2 separate regions of the Mus musculus genome follow, and region 1 is linked to region 2. The links are chromatin contacts, called in public promoter capture Hi-C maps. All regions are on one chromosome and are shown on one strand. The core of a region is the stretch at or near the end of the contact, and the rest is flanking DNA. Distances in the headings are between cores, read along the strand shown. Region 1 overlaps Parp9 (poly (ADP-ribose) polymerase family, member 9). Region 2 overlaps Pdia5 (protein disulfide isomerase associated 5).

Region 1 (5,020 bases), core at 216-2,715, 480 kb before region 2:
TTGCCAAAGTACTCCTTTTATCATGGACATTAATGGTTTTGCCCTGAAAAAGCAATCTGAATTTGCCATTGGGGGGCACTGGCACCCTTCAGAAGATGTAAGGTTCCTGATGCTGCTAACAATAAATGAAGATGATAAAAAATCTGGTAAAAGGATGCTATTTAATAATGTTTCTGCTTGGTGCTGGCGAGATGGCTCAGTGGGTAAGAGCACCCGACTGCTCTTCTGAAGGTCCCGAGTTCAAATCCCAGCAACCACATGGTGGCTCACAACCATCTGTAAGGAGATCTGACTCCCTCTTCTGGTGCGTCTGAAGTCAGCTACAGTGTACTTACATATAATAATAAATAAATCTTAATATAATAATATATTATTATTAATAGTCTTTTTTATTTTTTTAAGATTTATTTATTTATTATTATATGTAAGTACACTGTAGTTGTCGTCAGACACTCCAGAAGAGGGAGTCAGATCTCCTTACAGATGGTTGTGAGCCACCATGTGGTTGCTGGGATTTGAACTCGGGACCTTCAGAAGAGCAGTCGGGTATTCTTACCCGCTGAGCCATCTCACCAGCCCATAAATAAATCTTTTTAAAAAATAACATTTCTGCTTAAATGTTAAATGCCACACTAACGACTCCTCAGATCGTTCACTTCATGGAGTCTCCTCAGCCTTCGCTCTGATATCTCATAGGCTGTAAGCGCTACTCTCCCTGACAGTTAATTATAATTTGATTGTGGGGACTGGAGAGATGGCTCAGGGGCTAAGAGCACTGACTGCCCTTCTAGAGGTCCTGAGTTCAATTCCCAGTAACCACATGGTGGCTCCCAACCATCTGTAATGGGATCTCATGCCCTCTTCGGGTATGTTTGAAGACAGCTACAGTGTATTCATATACATAAATAAGTAAATCTTTAAAAAGATAATAATAACTTTAAACTTCAGTGTGTCCAGCCAGGCTGATCATTTCCTGTCTGTCTCTCTGACCAAGTCACTCAAGCCTCCCTGATAGCCTTCCTCCTGCTAGTTCACAACTCCCCCAACCTAAGATCAGCCTGCTTCTCCCAGGGCAGGCAATCAAACCCATGCTAAGCAAGCATTCTGCCACCAAGCCAGCCAGCCCAGGGGTGCTTCTAGAGGGGCACCATCAGTAGGGCTTTCTTCTCTGCCCTGTCACCGTTACTTTTTGCTACCTCTGTGTCCCTGATCCTTGGGCTTCCACCTCAAATTACTGTGATTACAGGGACAGGCCACCATGCCCTGCTGTATTCCTAAGTACTATTTTTTGTTTACTGTTATTGATAGTTTGCTTCAGCAATGCCGAGTGACTTGTTTCCCCAGTGAGATTGCCAAATAAAAGTTTTTTTTTAAAGATTAAAAATAGGCTAGAACTAGAGAGATAAGTAACTCAGTCAGTAAAGTACTTGCCAGAGACCGTGTGAAAAAACCCAGATGTGGTGACAAGCACTCACGATCCCAGCCAAGACAAGTTCCCTGGGGCTAGCTAGCCAGTAAGGCACAGCCCGCCTGACAACTTCCAGACCAATGAGAAACTCTGTCTCAAAAATAGAAGGGTAGACAGTACTTTAGGAAGACAACCAAAGTTAACCTCTCCACATGTGTGCACATGTGTGCGAACCCTACCCCCACCTCCAAGCATGCATAGACCCACAAATATACACCTATCAGCACACATATTGATACACATACACACTCATACACACATACATACACACACCTACATACACACTTACTTACTTACTTAATTAATTAATTAATTTCAGTGCTTAGCCGAGGCATAGTAGCCTTTAATCCCACCTTGGAGGCAGAGGCAGGTGGATCTCTGTGAGTTCAAGACCAGTCTGATCTACATACCAAGTTCCAGGATAGCCAAAGCTCTATAGAGACCTTGCCTCAAAAAAAATAAAAATCTAGTGTTTGAGGCTGAGGCAGGAGGATCATGAGTCTTGGATGACGTGGTAGAAAGCAAACATTGTTTCAAAAATAAACAAACAAGAGGCAGGCGGATTTCTGAGTTCGAGGCCAGCCTGGTCTACAGAGTGAGTTCCAGGACAGCCAGAGCTATACAGAGAAACCCTGTCTCAAAAAAAAAACAAAAACAAAAACAAAAAAACAAAAACAAAAAACAACAACAAAAATAAACAAACAAACAAACAAAAATAAAGAAATAAGAGAAAGCTTAAGTTCTTTGGGATTAAAGAGTATTCTAATCGCTTCTGGTTCCTAAGAATCAGAACCTAATCATTATAACTCCCACATGACCGTGTGCCACACACAACTGTAGCCATCTCTTGGATAATGACTCTGCTTTCAGATGTTTAAGTGCTGCTACGTGTTTTAAAGGAAGGACTGAAGACGGAAAGAAAGAAAGCCTTTGAGTTAGGATAATGAAGCTAGTCTCTAATCCAGATGGCCTGGCCCTGACAGTCACACACTCTAATCCCCAAAAGATACATCTTACAGCCTTCCACTTTAAGCATCTTAGTGATTAACCATTAATTCCAGGACTCCCCTCTGCCAGGGAATAAAAACAAAAACTTACTGTTTGCATTTCAATACAGCCTTGGACAATCTGGAGAGTCAGGCCCCGGCCGATGCGAAGAGTCATGGTGGAAGCAGGGTCAGTTTCTGGACCCCCCCAAGAGCTCAGGTCCCTCCCTAGGATGCTTTCTGAGGCGGATTTAAAGGACGCAACAGTGGGGTCCTCATTGCTCACCAGATGAATCTCTCTCAAATTACCGAACATTTGCTTGTCTTGGAAATAAAGCCGGATAGTTTCTAAAATTATGCTTGTACACAAATCCAGAGGGAACTGGAAAATTCCAGAGCTCAGGGCTGGAATTGCTACTGTCTTAATGCGTAGATCATATTTGGTGACATAATCTAGAATGTTCCTAATGGCAAATTTCAGTAATTCGATAGCTGTCTGGCTGTTCGTAACTGTCCACCGAGGTCCAACCGCATGGATAATCAAATGGCAAGGAAGTCTCCCCGCACCGGTGATAGCGATTCCACCAACTGAGATTTTACCAACGTTGGCAATGATTCTTTTGCTCTCTTCTTGGATTTCAAAGCCACCAGTTTTCACCAAGCTTCCGGCCAGGCCACTTCCATGCAAAAGGTTTTCATTGGCTGCGTTCACCACAGCATCAACAACGTGTCTGGTAAGGTCATCCTTCCAGACAGATAACTCTATCCCAGGGATCAGGGTCCTTCTGAAGACTCTCTGAGCAGGAGAGCTGCTCCCTGCTAGAGTTGGACAGCTCAGGGTAGAGATGCATCCAAACTTATTTTGGAGGACTTCACATAGCTGACTCTCATTGCTCTTTAAAATTTCGAAGACATTGTGTTTAATGGGAATTTGCCATCTATAATGTTCTTCAAGAGAATTGTTGGCTGGTAAAGGAGAAAAGACAAAAGAAGAAAGAAATGAACACCAGTTCCTTTGAAAAGGACATGGTTCCTTTCCACACTAAGAGGCTGAGTTTCTCACTTGGAAAGAGAGATGAACTTCACGACCTGCCTTACCAACACTGCTTTGCCCTCCACCCCCCACCCCCACCCCCCAAACACACACATTTGGAATCAAGCCAAAGATATATAAGGGTTTTAGATGCAAAGCCACTTGAAAAGGGCTCAGCCTTGTATACGGCATTTTGTTAGCAGTCCCTAAATGAGAAAGCAAGAATGTCTTCAATGTTTGTAAAACACATACACACACACACACACACACACACACACACGAAGATGATGTAATTGTGAGTTGGGAATAAAGGGAAGCTGTAGTCATAACGTCTCTGCTTTTCTTTTTTTTTTTTCTTTAAAGATTTATTTATTTAGTATATGTAAGTACACTGTAGGTATCTTCAGGCACCCCAGAAGAGGGCATCAGATCTTGTTACAGATGGTAGTGATCCACCATGTGGTGGCTGGGATCTGAACTCAGGACTTTCGCAAGAGCAGTCCTGGCTCTTAACCACTGAGCCATCTCTCCAGCCCTCTGCTTTTCTTAATGTCTTAGTTTAAGTTTGCTTAGAAGCAAATCTTGAGAAGAGACTTTTGAGTATAAGTACTTTAAGAGTTGATTCTAGAAAACACCAGGGGTTGAAGTTAAGGAGAGAACGTGAGAAACTAAGACAGGAAAACACAAACAACAAACAAACAAGGATACTATGTGTGCTGGTTAGCAAATGAAGCTCATCTATCTCTTAGAGGGCAGAGCACATCGTGTAACTCAGGGCCAGAGCCTTAGAGCAGTCATCATTACAAGAGCTGAGATATGCATCCAGCTTCCACGGGTCACTAGTCAAAGCTGTTCCTTATTGAGAGGAGATGGGTAACATAGGAGCAGCTAGGGGGAGGAGACCGGCAACCTCTGGCTCATGGCACTTACTCTGGTCCTCACAGTCGAAATCAACACAGAATTACAGCACAGTAGCTAAAAGAATTATGCTATGCATACCCTTCCTTATCCCCAGCCCTGGGGAGGCAGAGGCAGGCAGATCCCTGTGAGTTCAAGGTCAGCTTGGTCTACAGAGCCAGTTCCAGAACAGCCAGAAGAACTAGAACTACATGGTGAGATCCTGTCTTTAAAAAAAAAAAAAAAATCACTGGGCTAGCAAGATGGCTCAGCGGGTAAGAGCACCGACTGCTCTTCTGAAGGTCCTGAGTTCAAATCCCAGCAACCACATGGTGGTTCACTACTATCGGTAATGAGATCTGATGCCTTCTTCTGGTGTGTCAGAAGTCAGCTACAGTGTACTTATGTATAATAATAAATGAATCTTTGGGCCAGAACAAGCAGGGACTGAGTGAGTGGGGTTGACTGGAGCAAGCAGAGCTCCTCAAAATTTAATCCCCAACAACCACATGAAAGATCACAACCATCTGTACAGCTACATTGTACTCATACATAAAATAAATAAATAAATAAATATCACTTACTGCATTTTTAAGACTGCAAGATGTGTTGTTCACATCCTTCTTAATTTGTATA
Region 2 (5,316 bases), core at 2,760-5,259:
GCCCACTGCCATCTTCTTCAGTCCAGGAAAAAAGCTGCCTCTGCCGTTGGTCCGTCTCCCGTGTTTGGCTGCAGTTCCATCTTTGGAGCTGTTTTGGACTTTCTTTCCTTCCGCCTTCACTTCCTGTGAATGGTCATTGGAGATGGCTGGATGGACCCTTTTCTCTTATGTGCTCAGTCAGCTGGCTGGTCCCTCTATCCCTGCCACCGATTCTGGAGTTCTGGGAAGATGAGTGTGATGTTCATCCTGCCACTCCCCTGATGACCACTGTCAAGTTCTAGGCTGTCAGAGGACCAACTCCCGGCCTTCCTCAGTGTCCATTCTCGATGCTTATTATGCTGCAGTCTCCCTGGATTTCATGCTTCTTTCCGGACCTCTTAGAGCCACCAAGGGCTCACTTGGTGACATGTTCTCTGAGGGATGGCATCTGTAGGCCCGGTGTGATTTCTTGTGTTTATTAATCACTCCTGAGGACACTCAGGGTATCTTGTCTCCCCCACCCCTTCCAGAGCTCTTAATCTTAAATAGGGATAAGGACCCAGTAAGGCTGCAGACCCTTCACAGAGATGTCTATGCGAGCCTGCTGTTAGGAAGGACCAGTGCCAGCCCTAGCTTCTCCTTGTGTGGTGGATTTCAGGCAAAGTCAATTTGCTGAGGGTATTTTCAGAGAAGCTTAGCTTTTCTACTGTGTCAGTAAACACTGGGCCTGAAGCTTTAGTGGCTGGCTGGAAGGTGGCAGGTTCATCTCAGGTGGCCCTTGGTTGTTGGATGACCTAAGGGACTGTTGGGATTTATATAAAGGAAGCCAGGGTCGGTGGGAGATGGGGATTTCTATGGTTTCAACTATTGGTGCTGTGTCAGTGAGGCCATAGCACTTTTGCTGCCTGACAGGTGCCTGCCAGACCCAGGGAGGTTGATGTGGAGGGGGTCCCTAGCCAGGGCAGTTATGTTTCCTGACGGTATTGTCTGAGGGAGGAAGGCAAATCAGCAAGTCTCCACGTTTCTCTCCCACATTGTCCAGTTGTTTTCTCAGTCACTGCTCTGTGTGTGTGTGTGTGTGTGTGTGTGTGTGCACTGAGCCATGGACCTTTTATGGTTCAGCTCACAAGCCCGCTTGCAGCAGTGGGATGTCATGTGGTAGTCAACACTGAAGGGAAGTTCTCCTGAGCTTTGAAGATGGTCTGCACAAAGCGGTGGCTCCTCAGGCATGGTGAGCGGCGCTGGCAAGGGAAGGAGCCTGCTGACTCCCCCTGGGGAGAAGGAACTCTGATTCTAGTGGCAGATTTTATTGAAGCTTGTTAGAGTCTGGTCTTGTCTCTCTCTTCCCCCATTGATCTGGTGGTGGACATTGGATGTTATGTTATCCGATATTCTTAGAGTGCTTTGTGGCTTTTTGTAAAGCACCTTTAAGGAGTTGTCCCATGTGTCCTAGCAATGTCCCCAGGGAGCTATCACCATCCCCATGGCACAAGTGAGTCACTGGGCCTCTGAAAGGTTCAGTGCTGTTGCCAAGCACCTTAGCTTTTGAGAGGTGAAGCATAGACATAGGTCAAGACATTGGGTGGCAAAGAGGAGATGGCTTGACTGGTGTGGGGCACATCAGAAATTTAGATTACTTGTTTGCATGGTTCTGGAAGAAATTCAGACTCCTCTCACGGTGGAAGAGGACAGTACATGGTCTCCAGTTGCTTTTGTGCCTGTCTCTTCTCCATCACCTCTGACCTTGTAGCAGCTGGTTGCTTTGTAGCCTGCTGCAAACACATTGGCGTTCTGTTGCTGAGAAGAGACACCATGACTACCACAGTTCTTCTACAGGACAGAATAAAGCGTTTAACTGGGGCTGGCTTACTGTTCAGGGGTTTAATCCATTATCCTCATGGCAGGACGGATGGTGGGATTCAGACAGACATGGTGCAGGACACTGGTCCTGGCTTGAGCTTCTGACATCTCAAAGCCCACCTCCAGTGACACAAGTCCTCCAACAAGGCCACACCTGCTCCAAAAGGTCACACCCCCAATCCCTGTCAAGTAGCATTGAATGACCAAGCTTTCAAACATATAAGCCTATGAGGGCCATTACTATTCAAATCACCACACCTGCTGACAGTGTCCCGTCCCAGGCCCACCCCTCACCATCCTCATGGAAACGCATCCTGCCTCTCTCCGTGCTGGGTCCTTTGTTTTCTAGATTCTCTCACCCTCATTCTTCATTTATTTCTTGTCTCAGAAGAGCGTGGGTTCCCATGACTCTCTGAGAAAAAGTGTGTCGTTGGTACACTTCGCACATGTGAGTTATCTTCAGCTGGTGTGACAAACTCCTGACTGGCAGGTGGTGTGGCTGGGTGTATGGTGACACTTCTGAGAACTCTGAAGGCTGTGCTCTCCAGACTGCCGTGCAGAGGTGCAGAGGGCTCTTGCCCCTGGTCTTTCAAGGGTGGAGCTGCCTTTTAAGACCTCCTTTTTTGTCAGCACTGTTCAGGAAGTATTCAGTTGCGTCACCATGTAAGCTGGCCTGGAAGATCTACCTCCTTATTCCTGTGTCCCACCATCAACTCTGCTTCCAGTCAGCTCTCCCTCATGCCTGCAGAGGCACTGGGCATCTCCAGGCCCCAAGAGCTTGGGGACACTTGGCTTGTTCTTTTTTCTGTTTTGTTTGTTTATTTGTTGTTTTTCAAGACAGGGTTTCTCTGTATAGCCCTGGCTGTCGTGGAACTCACTCTGTAGACCAGGCTGGTCCTCCAACTCAGAGATTTACCTGCCTCTGCCTCCCAAGTGTTGGGACTTAAGGTGTATGATTAGCCAGATCTCTGCAATTGTTCGGCCGAGTGAGAAAAGCTTAGCCTTACACCCATCCATTCCATCCTGGGTGTAAGAGAAAACTTGGGTTCTGTGTATTGGTGCTTCTAGGTGGGATGGAGTTTTCAGACTGTCACGTGTGGCCCTTGCAATTAGACATCACTCTCTTAGAGAGTTCTTGTCTGTGGGTGGCAGTGCATTATGTATGGGTACAGTCCAGACAATCTCACTAGAGTACACAGAGGGTGTGGGTAAGGTGGGGACTGGAGTGGGCCAAGTGGGAGCTCTAGAGGTAAAGAGGTAGGTGTGGTACTCTGGGAGGGGTTGCTTCACTCCATCTTCCAGCAAGAAACATGTGGTTTGATAAGGCTGGCCTTGTTAACAGTCAGCCATGGAAGTGGGAAGGCTCGGCAGACCCTACCACTTACTGCTAAATTATTGGCCACTGATATATTCCAGGAGATGAGTATCAGGGTCTTCAATTTTTTTTACCCACTGCCGAGCCTACAAGGATCTGAAGTAAAGCTCTATCTAAACCCATGGCCACAAAGATGCTCTAGGTTAAATTTAGTGGGTCAGGAGATCAAATGAACCAGTGTGAAGAGAGATTTGTGGGGAGGAAGGGTTTGGTCGGGATGGTAAGGTTACGGGAGACAGTGGGGGTGAGAGAAGTCAGGGGGCATCCTGTACAGGTGTGAACTTATCTAAGAAAAATTTTATGGATGAAAACGTTTTAAATTTCAGATTACAAAAAGAGCATGTGCTTTGGGGTGGATTGTCTGTGGGCACCCTGGGTGAGAGAGAAGTTAGACTTCATGGGCTTTGGCTGCTTGGTCTCTAGGTGGTCCTGCCGACATGGCTGTCCTCCACAAAGGTCTCTTCGCTCATTGAGAGAATCTCCGACCCTAAGGACTTGAAGAAACTTCTCAGGACCCGCAATAACGTGCTGGTGCTTTACTCGGAATCCGGTAAGTGGTCCCTCCAGACCTATCAGGGTGCCGTGGGACGCAGAGGGGAGAGCACCAGAGGGGGCGCTAGTATTCTTCACTCTCTTTGAAGGTGTGTTTGGTTATTTGGGGGGTCATTTTGCACCTCCTTCTTATGAGCATCCTGTGGGAAGAATCCTTTGGATCCCCAACCTAGCCTGACAGGGAGGAGCCTGTGAGTGCTGGGTGGACACCCTGACTCCCTGCCAGCCACAGGCCCCAGCCCTGCTGGAGCAGGCTCCCTGGGAGCTGCAGATTAACTACCAGGCTGGCCTGTTGCCAATTGAACTGGTCCCAGGTCTGCGGACATTTACCTGAGCAGGTGGTCCTGGTCTTGCCTGACCTCTGGGGGTCCTGCTGTGGGGTGAGATGCAAGACTGACTTTGGAGTGGACTCCCAAGTTGAGGCCCAGCCACCTCTCCAGGAAGGAGCAGCCACCTGCCACTCCTCTGACCTTGGGCTGGTGCGAGTACACTGGACAGTTTGCTTGGCTCTTGGCAGTGACTTTGGGGAAGGACAAGTGGCTGGCTGTCACTGTGATTCCAACAGAGTTAAGTGTTTTTGCTGTTCCTGAGGACGCCAAGTTTTCTGTGTCCTGGAGAAGTAGCAGCTAGTGGCTAGGCTCATTCTGGGCACAGATCCTCTTGGCAACTCATCTGCTACACAGATCCCATTGGCACTCTGGGCTGATGGATGATTTGGCCGTGTGTCCCTCGAGAAGGCTGTACCCCCTGAGCATTCACGACATATGGCCATTCTTACCCCTTACTGCTCCTGGGGGTCTGGATGCACTTTCACCGAGCTACCTCTTAGGAGGCCAGTATGTGAGCCTACTGTTTTTCTGAAGTAGGGAAACTGAGGCAACGGGAATCTCTATTGGGGCTTTTCTTGTGTCTGGGCTGGTTGTTAGTGAGAAACTCTTTGGGGTAACCCTCTGGTAAACTGCTGGGTTTTTCTCTCGGACAGTCCCCGTGACTGGGGGAGCCATTATGACTGTCTCATTTGTTCCTTGCCACAAGGGAGGCAGTGCAGACTGTCGGGTAGTCTCCTATTTATAAATGAGGTCACCAGGGATAAGAAGACATGACACGTGAGGCCAGCCACACCTGGTGGCAGAGCCGGTCCCGTATGGCATCTCTGCGTCTCATTTCTTCAGATAGAGTCTCGCGGAAAGTGGGCAGCTCTGCAGAGTCATGGCTTTGGAACCAGCACAGGCCTGAGACAGAAGTCTGGCAGAGTTGGAGAGTGGGAAGTTGGGGTTCATGATGGAGTCGAGGGGTCACTAATGAAGGGAGAGCCTGACCATCACTTTGCTCCTACCCGACCCCACCTTTGTTCAGTTCATTGGAAGTATAGCCCCTGTGCTGCCCCAGCACACTGGGGCAGGGCCTGGGTGATGGCTTCACTTCCTGCATCTTGTCTGTGCTTACTGCCCCAGACTCTGGCTTCTGGTGGGTTTAGTTTCCCTCCTCCCATCCTTCCAAGCCACTTTCCCCTTCCCATGGTGGGGTGCTTTATCTGCACCCCCACCCCG

What was found. Promoter capture Hi-C pulls out the DNA fragments that hold promoters and counts their contacts.
Region 1: a contact with region 2 is called in a promoter capture Hi-C map of liver, with 2.7 times the contacts expected there. The contact joins two enhancer-like sites. A contact is called at or near these places in 2 of 39 promoter capture datasets (liver and neural stem cells) and 1 of 115 datasets of contacts at active chromatin or transcription factors (embryonic stem cells).

The regions. Positions count from the first base shown.
Region 1 is chr16:35,945,901-35,950,920 of GRCm38.p6, reverse strand. It overlaps Parp9 (poly (ADP-ribose) polymerase family, member 9), which reads right to left. Exons shown (of 11, transcript NM_030253.3): 4 at 2,567-3,420. Among named protein-coding and RNA genes, the nearest start is that of Dtx3l, 9.4 kb to the right of the region's middle. Within about 2 kb of position 1,465, at least 13 of the 459 cell types and tissues checked have an H3K27ac peak or open chromatin away from gene starts, as enhancers often do. A contact at or near this core is called in liver, where this site is marked.
Region 2 is chr16:35,464,979-35,470,294 of GRCm38.p6, reverse strand. It overlaps Pdia5 (protein disulfide isomerase associated 5), which reads left to right. Exons shown (of 17, transcript NM_028295.1): 2 at 3,638-3,764. Among named protein-coding and RNA genes, the nearest start is that of Pdia5, 23 kb to the left of the region's middle. Within about 2 kb of position 4,009, at least 18 of the 459 cell types and tissues checked have an H3K27ac peak or open chromatin away from gene starts, as enhancers often do. A contact at or near this core is called in liver, where this site is marked.